Linked DNA regions of Mus musculus: region 1 is linked to region 2. Evidence: chromatin contacts called from public promoter capture Hi-C data. All regions are on one chromosome and are shown on one strand. Each heading gives the region's core, a stretch centred on a gene start, on an enhancer-like site or on the middle of the called end of the contact. The rest is flanking DNA. Distances are from core to core; before and after follow the strand shown. Region 1 holds the start of Letm2 (leucine zipper-EF-hand containing transmembrane protein 2). Region 2 holds the start of Vdac3 (voltage-dependent anion channel 3).

Evidence for each region. Promoter capture Hi-C pulls out the DNA fragments that hold promoters and counts their contacts.
Region 1: a promoter capture Hi-C map of pre-B cells shows a contact between it and region 2, with 8 times the contacts expected there. The contact joins the promoter of Letm2 here to the promoter of Vdac3 in region 2. A contact is called at or near these places in 2 of 39 promoter capture datasets (liver and pre-B cells) and 1 of 9 other capture datasets (liver).

What each region holds. Positions count from the first base shown.
Region 1 is chr8:25,595,872-25,600,330 of GRCm38.p6, reverse strand. It overlaps Letm2 (leucine zipper-EF-hand containing transmembrane protein 2), which reads left to right and starts at 2,835. Exons shown (of 11, transcript NM_001364069.1): 1 at 2,835-3,056; 2 at 3,886-3,969. The coding sequence starts at 3,923. It overlaps D830025C05Rik (a long non-coding RNA gene), which reads right to left and starts at 3,848. Exons shown (of 1, transcript XR_003947362.1): 1 at 1,124-3,848.
Region 2 is chr8:22,592,260-22,596,741 of GRCm38.p6, reverse strand. It overlaps Vdac3 (voltage-dependent anion channel 3), which reads left to right and starts at 2,929. Exons shown (of 9, transcript NM_011696.2): 1 at 2,929-3,058. It overlaps Gm30086 (a long non-coding RNA gene), which reads right to left and starts at 421. Exons shown (of 5, transcript XR_870239.2): 1 at 1-421.

The sequences.
Region 1 (4,459 bases), core at 1,586-4,085, 3.0 Mb before region 2:
CTGATTTTAATGGGCACTCATACTAAAAGTGATCATGAAAATAATTCCATTGATGATATTATCATTATTATTATTATTTTGGTTTGGTCTCTATTTTGGTTTTTGGAGACAGAATTTCTCTGTGTAACAGTCCTGGATGTCCTGGAGTAATTCCCTTTGTAGACCAGGCTGGCTTTGAACTCAGAGATCCACCTGCCTCCCTAGTGCTTGGATCAAAGGCATGCACCACAATTGCCCTGAAAAGTCTTTTTTTTTTTTTTTTTTTTTTTTGAGACAGGGTCCCTGGCTGTTCAACTTCCTGTGAAGACCAGGTTGGCCTCAACCTAATATAATTTCTGCCTCTGCCTGCCAAGTGCTATAATTAAAGTGTGTGCCACCATGCACAGGAACAATAGTGTTGATTTTTGTGTTATTTTGTGTGTGTGCAAATATGAGAGGAGTGCTTGTGGGAGCTAGCTCCAGACTTGCACCGTATTACAGGGCTTGAACTCCCATCATCAGTGGCACTGCAAGCACCTTTTCAGATGAGCTACCTCCTTAGACCACTTTACTGTTCATCTGTTAAGTCTTGTTAGACCCAGAAATCCTCCTTCCCCAATTTACCCACACATAATACTTTATGTTTCCATCATCTAACCTATTCTGAGGTTCAAACCATGCTTACTCTTTTCAATAGCAAACGAGCAAACAGCTTATCAAGACAGAAGCAGAAGAGGTTTCTCCAGGTTATGGTGGTAAAAATATATTCAATTTATCCTAAACACCAAATTGTCAAACCTGATAAAGTATACAAACCTGGAGAAAGTATTCATTGCTTTGAACAAATGGGTCTCATCAGGGTTCTTATCCCCCCAACCCTTCTTAAAAGAACTGGATTGTTAACTTGTGACCAGATTAAAAAATCTTCTTTATGTTTCAAATACTGGGTATGGGATAGTTCATCTGGCTTTTAAATAATACATTTTACTGTACCTGCTTGTAAGTGAATATAATTCATGGATAAGAATTTTTCCATAAGATATTTCATTGTAAAATGATAAGAATGTTTTTGCATTTGACAAATATTAAAATAATTACTGTAGAGCTTGGAATTATCAGAGCGAGAAAACAAGGAGAGGGAAGCTTTAGCATGGGACATAATCTCTTTATTATGGGACATAATAAGCTCTTTAATCAGGAGCCAGGAGGATCTCAGTGAGTTCGAGACTAGCCTGGTCTACACAGTGAGTTCCAGGCCAGCCAGGGCTACATGGTGAGACCCTGTCTCAAGGCGGGGAAGGAGGAGTTAAGTTTTGTAAATTTCAATTCTTTATGATCAGACTGTGAAACAGAACCCCTAGTGGAAAATTGCCTGACATGCACAAAGGGACCCCTAGTGGCCAAACTGAAAAGTTTTGCTTATTTTAAGTAGTCCATTCGGTTAGTTGAAATATACTTTTTTTTTTTTTTTTTTTTTTAGGATTAAAAACGGCCTCCATTTCTTTTTTTCTTTTCTTTTTTAGTTCTTTTGAAACAGGATCCCACTGTGTAGCCCTGGCTGTCTTGGAACTCACTTTGTAGACCAGAGTGACCTTGAGCTCACACAGATCTGCCAGTCTTGTCTATTAAGTACTGGCATAAAAGGCATGCACTACCATGCCCAGCCCTCAAAACTTATTCTATTTTGTACAGCTCATAATTTTATCATCAGAGTTCTCAGAAAAGTTGAAGAAAGCTCGAGCCAGGCATGGTGGTGCACACATTTAAATCTGAGCAATTTAGAGGACCAGGCAAATGAATCTCTGTGAGTTCAAGGCAAGCCTGGTCTACATAACGAGTTCTGGGCCAGCCAGGCCTACATCGTGAAACCCTGTCTCTAAATAAATAAATAAGCAAGCAAACTAAAATATAGAGTCAAAGATGGCTGCAGTGGTACACACTTGTAACTAAGCACTGGGGAGGCAGGCAGGTGGTTCAAGGGTTCAAGACCACTTTCTGCTACTACCTATTGAGTTCCAGCCCAGCCCGTGTTACATAAGAACCCCGCAAAATAAAAAGAAATTGAAAAAAAAAAAAACAGATAAATAGGAACAAGAATGCTTTCAGAACTTTAACTTTCCCAAGATGGCTAGTTGCCCGCCCTAGGAACGTAAACGTCCTCAAACCCACAATGCCTATCTTATTTAACAAGTACTCTAGAATATATTTTTGAATGTTGAGATTTCTACACAACTAATGATAAGCGACAACATGAAACCATTTTTTAAAGAGAAAAATCAAATTCCGTATGAAGATTTCAGAAGCATTCCAGCCTTCGACCCCGCAGAAGAAAGGTTTTTTTTTTTTTTTTTTTTTTTTTTCTCAGTGCTGCCCCTCTGCCACCAGGACCTCACAACCTCCTTCGCCAACCCAAGACCTCTAGGCAGTTTCGGAGACTAAAGGGTGAGGAACGGAATCATCAAAGTGATGTCATCAGTGACTCCAATTTGGGTTACAAAGGCTACTATCAGACCTTACTCTGGTAGGGCCTCCATTCAAGGAGTTCTCGAGGAGTTGGCTAGACTACAGAATGTGGGCAGGCAGGGGGGGGGGGGGGACGCAGCTTTGGTCCTGTAGTACAGACGCTGCCTCAACTAACTCCGACCCAGAAGTGACTTCGCGGGCTCGTGCGGGGGACCTTGTTGCCTTCCGCGCGGCTGCCGTGAAGGACGCGAGCCAGTCCCAGGATTTGAGAGCTCATTGGATGGTAGTGGCGTCACTCGGAGTGACGTCACAGGGCGAGGCGCAGGAGGTGGAACCATGGAGACTGGGCTTCCGGCCCCTTTAGCGTGGGGGCGGGGAGGAATTGGGAAGGTAGGGTTGGGGCCTTAGTCACCTCGCAGCGGACAAGGGCTCCCTCGGCGTCTCCCGTCAACCCCGATCTCTCCCCTAAACTTTGGACATTCTCCCCTACGGTGTACCTGACCCCACTCCAACAATCCCCAGACCCACCGCAGTCCTCCCCACTTTCCGCGGAGACTACCGGCCGAGAGCCGAGGGCGCCTTTTGCACCGGTGCGGCGAGCGCGGGGTGCAGAGGTAACCCCGCAGCGCTGGGCGTGGGGTTCCCCCGAAACGCCGGGCAGACTGCCTGGGAGTGGCCCGTAGCCCCGGGGCCAAGGGCTGGGGAGCCTCCGCAACAGGCCCGGCCTCCCTCCGGAGGAGCGCTGTCCGCGGTGGGGCTGGTTTCCGAGGTGCTGTGCCCGGTTCGCGATGTTTACTTTTTAGCTGAGGTTTCCATAGGGTGGGGTTGAGGGCCTGGGGAACCTCCTTCCGGCACGATTGCGAGATCGCAGTGTTATGCCAGTAGCTGAGAAGCGGCTCGGGGTGGAGAACGGTTTTAGTTAAAGGTACAGAGCTTAGTTCGGACTCTGGAGATTCTGCATCTGCGCTTGAGCCTTTAGTAGATACCATTATGTCTTCGCTGTTCCCACATGAAATTAGTGAGAACTTTTAGACTTTTGGGTTGGTGGTAAATGAATCCAGGGTGCTTACTTTCTACTTGTATTTTCTGGTTACAGATAAAGATGTCTTTCTCCTTTTAACCGTCGCAGCAGATTATTAGACACTATTGACCAGAAATTTAAAAAATTAAAAAAAAAAAAGCCTTTGGAGGCCACATCGTCTTCAGGATCATCTTCTTAGAACCCATTTCTGTGTGTTTGGATCGAAAAAGTACCATTTTCAAATCCAGAGCTAAGAAAATACTGAGGCTTTTGTAAATGAACTTGAAGGAAATTTTACACCTTGAATATGCAAATCTCTCTCTTTGCCTTAGTTTTTCTTAAAAAAAAAAAAAAACCACCTAAATTCTCATGTTTAATTGATTCCTTTTTAAAATACTAAATTGTTTGCTTCTTTTGCCTAGGTCTCTGTGTTGGTTAGTTGAAACAAAAAAAATAAACATGGCCTTCTACAGTTATAATTCATTCTTAGCTATTTTCTGGACAAGGTAAGGCTTGGAGTTTCCCACAAAAAAAAATGTATATAAACTCATGCATCTATATGAAAAACATGTGTTGTAAAAGACGTGGTGACAAATGCGTTTAGTCCCAGCACTCAGGAGACAGAGGCAGGCTGGTCTCTGAGTTCAAGGCCAGCCTGGGCTACATATCAAGACCGTCTCAAAAATATACATAAATAAATAAAGGAAGTAACCAACAAAACAAAAAGATTGGCTTAGTACAGAAAACCTTGCTGAGTTTTCAATACATTTCAAGGAAGAACATATTTTAATTTGAACTGCTTTAGAATGTAAGCTGAGTAATTTTGGAAATACATGATAGAGGAAAATAGATGAGACAGTTTTAGAGTGGCATTTCTGTTATTGATGAAGATTACACGAGGACCTCAGGTGTAAGGAAAAGTAAAATGGCTCTTAAACAAGCTTAGCCCAGGACATGTTCCAGTCTAAGGTCCCTTGTCATCTCACTTGTGCATTC
Region 2 (4,482 bases), core at 1,680-4,179:
TAACAACACACATGTATTGGTTTGTCTTATATTGTGTTGAGCTCAAATTGTGGCAACGCTGCCATAGAGAGAAATTTGTCCAAGGAGTGCTCGTGAAGTTCCTTTGGCAATTTGCCATTTCAGCAGCTTTGTCTTGGGCTGGTTGGAGAGTCTCGCGGTTTCTTCAGGATTGAATTACAGTTGCTGGTTTGTACTTGATGTCTGCCTGCAAAAGGACTGGACTGTAGTTGCTAGTCCATGTGTGTTATCTGCCTGCCTAGAGGGCTGGTCTGCAGCGGCTGAGTCATATTTGATGTTTGCTAGAGGACTGAACTGCTGAGAAAGATCAAGCCTGCCCCCAAAGAATTAATGCTGAACAGGTCCACTTCTCCCATATCCTAATATCTTTTCTCTTCCATTACCTCTGCTGGGTGGCAGGCCAGAGGAGAGGTTGAACCCTTATTAAAAGTAGGTTGCAAAGAAAATGTATGCCTACACAAAAGTTGTGGGAGTAACCAACCACTGTCTGATTGGATTTAAAACCTACCTCATGAGTCTGACATGCCTCACACTGCTTTGGTGGCCAAGAACCTGAGACTAGATAGGCCATGGATCTAGGAGAAAAACCAAACTCTACTGTTCTAAAAAAAGGAATTTAGGTATAAAATGAGTCCTAACAATATTCTGCTATATCCGTTGTTTTTAAAACAAAATCCCAAACGTTCAATTTACCACATGAAGACTTAGAAGCCAGAAAGCTCTGGTGAAAGCCCACTAGCTCAGAGAAGCAGAGAAAGCAGCTGACTTTCCTACTCCTCTGACATCCTGGAAGAAAAAAGCTTTCTCCTTTTCTATGCTGTCTTAAATACTACTTAACTCAAAGACCGTCCTTTTGCTCACTTTCTCTCAGTCGGTTGCTTGCTCTACCTCTTGACCTGCCGGTGACTTTATTTAGCTTGTGTTTACAGAAAGCTCTGGGTGTGCTATGGTTGAGCCACACCAGAATAAGGGTTTTCCAGTGCACAGTCCTGGGGTTCTAAATGTGAGCAAATATCCTGCAACAACTCATGGATCAGTGCCTCTTTCAGTCATCATCAGAGAAGCTTCCCCCTGCAGTGGATGGGAACTAACACAGAGACTCACAACTGGACAATGTTCAGAGGGTGAGAGACCTGGGAACACTCAGTCCTAAATGGGATGTCTCCATCAAATTTCTCCCCTCAGGGCTCAGGCAACTGGAAGAGAAGTGGAAAGATTGTAAGAACCAGAGGGGTTGGGGGATGATACCAAGGAAACAGTGTCTTCTAGACACAACAGGGCTGAGTTGTGTAAGTGATGGTAGAGAAACTACTGAACTACAGGGTCAAGTCAGGTGGTGCTTCCAAGTGGACACAAGCTTCCATCCGTAACAGGAAACTATCTCTAATTGGCATCCACTTGCAAAGAAAACAAAATGGTTTTCTTCAATGGAGTCTCCATGCCCAGCCATAGAGGGACAACACAAAATGAACTCAATGATTCTGACTTTGGGCCTTTTGTTTTGTTTTACTTGTGTTTTGTGTGTATGTTATGGACTCTGTGTTTATGTGTCTACTCTCCTCGTACTTCCTCTTTATTATTTTTCTTTTTTTAAGTTCTGGTTTGTTTGACTATTTGTATTCTAAAGAGAGAAATAAAGAAGGCATGGAGTCAGGTGGTTGGGGGAATCTGGGAGGAGCTGGGGGTGGGGAAACATGACCGGGATATAGTGTATGAAAAATTATTTTCAATAAAAAGAGTTAGCGGTAGAAACATCAACAAATATTTCCAAAAAGGCCATTTGTACATAACCAAGGCACAGTACCCTCAGATTCTACGTTGCTCTAGTACTAGTGTACTAGTGTAGTTTACTCAAATCTCCTCAGTTGCTTGGTTGTGTTCAATAGCCCTTTTGTTTTATCCACAGTCCAACTGAGACTCACAAAAACACTTTAGCATTACATCTTTTTGTTCTTAAACCCTTTTCTTCATCTTTCATGACATTGAAGATTGAGCAGTTGCTTCGCAGAACGTCCCTTAATTTGGATTTGCTTTCTCGCCCATAGACAAATTACATGCTTTGTTAAGAATACTGACTCGTGGGCTGGAGAGATGGCTCAGCCGTTAAAGGCTAGGTTCACAACCAAGAATATAAGAATATCGACTTGTGTCCCTTTCTGTGAATGACAGGGCACCTGAAGTTAGCTTTAGTCACTTGGTGAAGGCGATTTTCTGGCTGTGAAGGTCCTTTCCTCTTCAGTAAATAATCCGCGGAGTGAGTGAGTCCTGGGAACCATCGGGATCTCCTTAACCGTTTGCTGGGGAATCGGTTGTCACTAAGGTGGCTCTAAAGCAGTGGTGTGTTCCTTGCACAATTCCTGCGACATTGATTTCTCTTCTAAGAAGAGCTCTCTCTCCATCCTCTCTCTCTCTTGAATTAACTTGCATGCTCTAGAAGCCCGCAGTCGCCTAACCTCTAGGGCCTGGGTTTTCTCTCATCGTTCCAACTGAGAAGACTCACATTTTAAAATTACAGTTGACCTGGGACGAAGTTCCCATAAAGACCTGCAAGTCATCCACCATAGAGAGGGTGGCAGGGTCTGGGAGCGACACTCTGGCTGGCAGCTCGCGTCCGCAGAGCCCGCCCTGGGTCTCTGCTGGCGCCCTGCCCGCCCGCGCCCCTTCAGGGGACAGTAGCTACGGCTTTGGCACATTCTCGCGAGAGCCGCGCCTCCCGGCCCAGCAAAGGTCCTCAAAGGCCTTTCGGCCATTTCCACACCACCCCGCGCCGGTCACCCGCCAGCAGGGCCCCCACTGCGCCCGCGCACTCGCCCGCGCACGCGCAGCCGGACAGTTGGCCTAGGCGCCCGCCGCGGGGCCCCTTGCACGTCTGGTCTGAGGCGCGGCGCCGCGCCGCGCGCACTCGCGCTGGGGGACGACGGGCGCGCAGGCGCACAGGCGCGGCGGGGGAGCGAGGTCGCGCAGGCGCAGACGGCGTTGGTTCGAGAAGACCTTCAGCGTTGCCTTGGTGGAGCGGGACGGGCCCACCCTCGGGTTGTAGGTGAGGCGACCGCTGCCGCGGGCCGGGTGGGCGGATGGCCGGCGGGCCTGAGGAGCCGGCCGAGGCCACGGAGGAGGAGCTGAGGGGCGCCGACCTAGGGCGAGGCGAGGCAGGGGAGACTCCGCTGCCCGGACCCTGTTGGTCGCCTGAGGGCGGGAGTCGCCGCCCTGGGCCGGCCGCGACCTTCCGCCGCACCCGGCGTGCGCACTGGCGGTCTGCCCGGGGCCAGGCTGGAAGGCGGGCGGTTTCTAGAGAGGACGAGTCCCGGAACCCCAAACCTACACCCGACCCTGTCCTCACCCCGCTGTCTGGTGTGTCCAGCACTTGTCAGGCGTGTCTTGCACTCCCGACGGCCGAAGGGTGGATGCTCTTCATGCATCTTAAAAAGCAGAAACAAGGAACAAAAGAGAAGCTGTCTCCTCTAGTTAGTGCCTTTTGTCGTCCTCTCAGGCTCTAATGCAGCCTCAGGGCATGGTGCATAGCTGTCTTGTAGCGCTAAGATGATTGTGAGGTTGTAGCTTGACTCTCGAGTAACATGGAGTCCGGGTTTTCTCGATTTTTTTGCTTGATCATACCAGCAGTGCATTTCCCATTAGAATCATGGGTCCGAGTAAGGGACAGTTTGGGCATGAACGACTTCAGTTATCCACTTGACTTTTGCAAAGTGATGATTTTTGAGAAACAGTGGATCAAAAACGCTAAACGCAGCTTGTAAATAGCACTTAGACATTTCGACCACCTTGGTTTATTTTCTCCCTGATCAGTATGAAAACCTAAAACTGTATAAACGTTTCTGTCTGAATACGTAAGACCTGTGTTTCCTCCCTCCTAGAATGATGGCAAAAGATTTACATTACTACCGGGACTGTAAAATTACCCTGCTAGTGGACTCCAAACTCTGTAACATAGAGCAGAATTTTATTATAGATTGATGTAGAACATCAATACCACTCATTTGCCTTGACTCCTTAACTTTTCCTTTTGATTGATGCCTTGGATAAAACCCGTGGCATCAATTATAGATCCTCTTCTATGTAAGATAAGTGCTTTACCCATACGCCATCCCCATTTCTCTATAAATTTTGGGTGTGTGTGTGAACTTGTTTATGTGGTGTATGTACACGTTTGTGTGCACATCCGTATGCATGTGGAGTCCAGTGGTTGATGTTGGGTATAGGTCTCCTCACTGAACTGAGAAGTCTTCCTGTCTCCGCACTTTCCCTACCCCAGTGCTGTGTGGGTCCTCATATGCAGTTCCTCATGCTTGTGTGACAGACACTTTGCCAATTGAGCCATCTCCTTTGCCCCGACTTTATATATGTTTTTTTTGTATGCTCTTTCCTCTTAACTTTATATCATAGTGTGTGCATGTGACAGGTACAAATTTTCAATGACTTTCCAGTTAGGACATAAGTCTTGCTGAA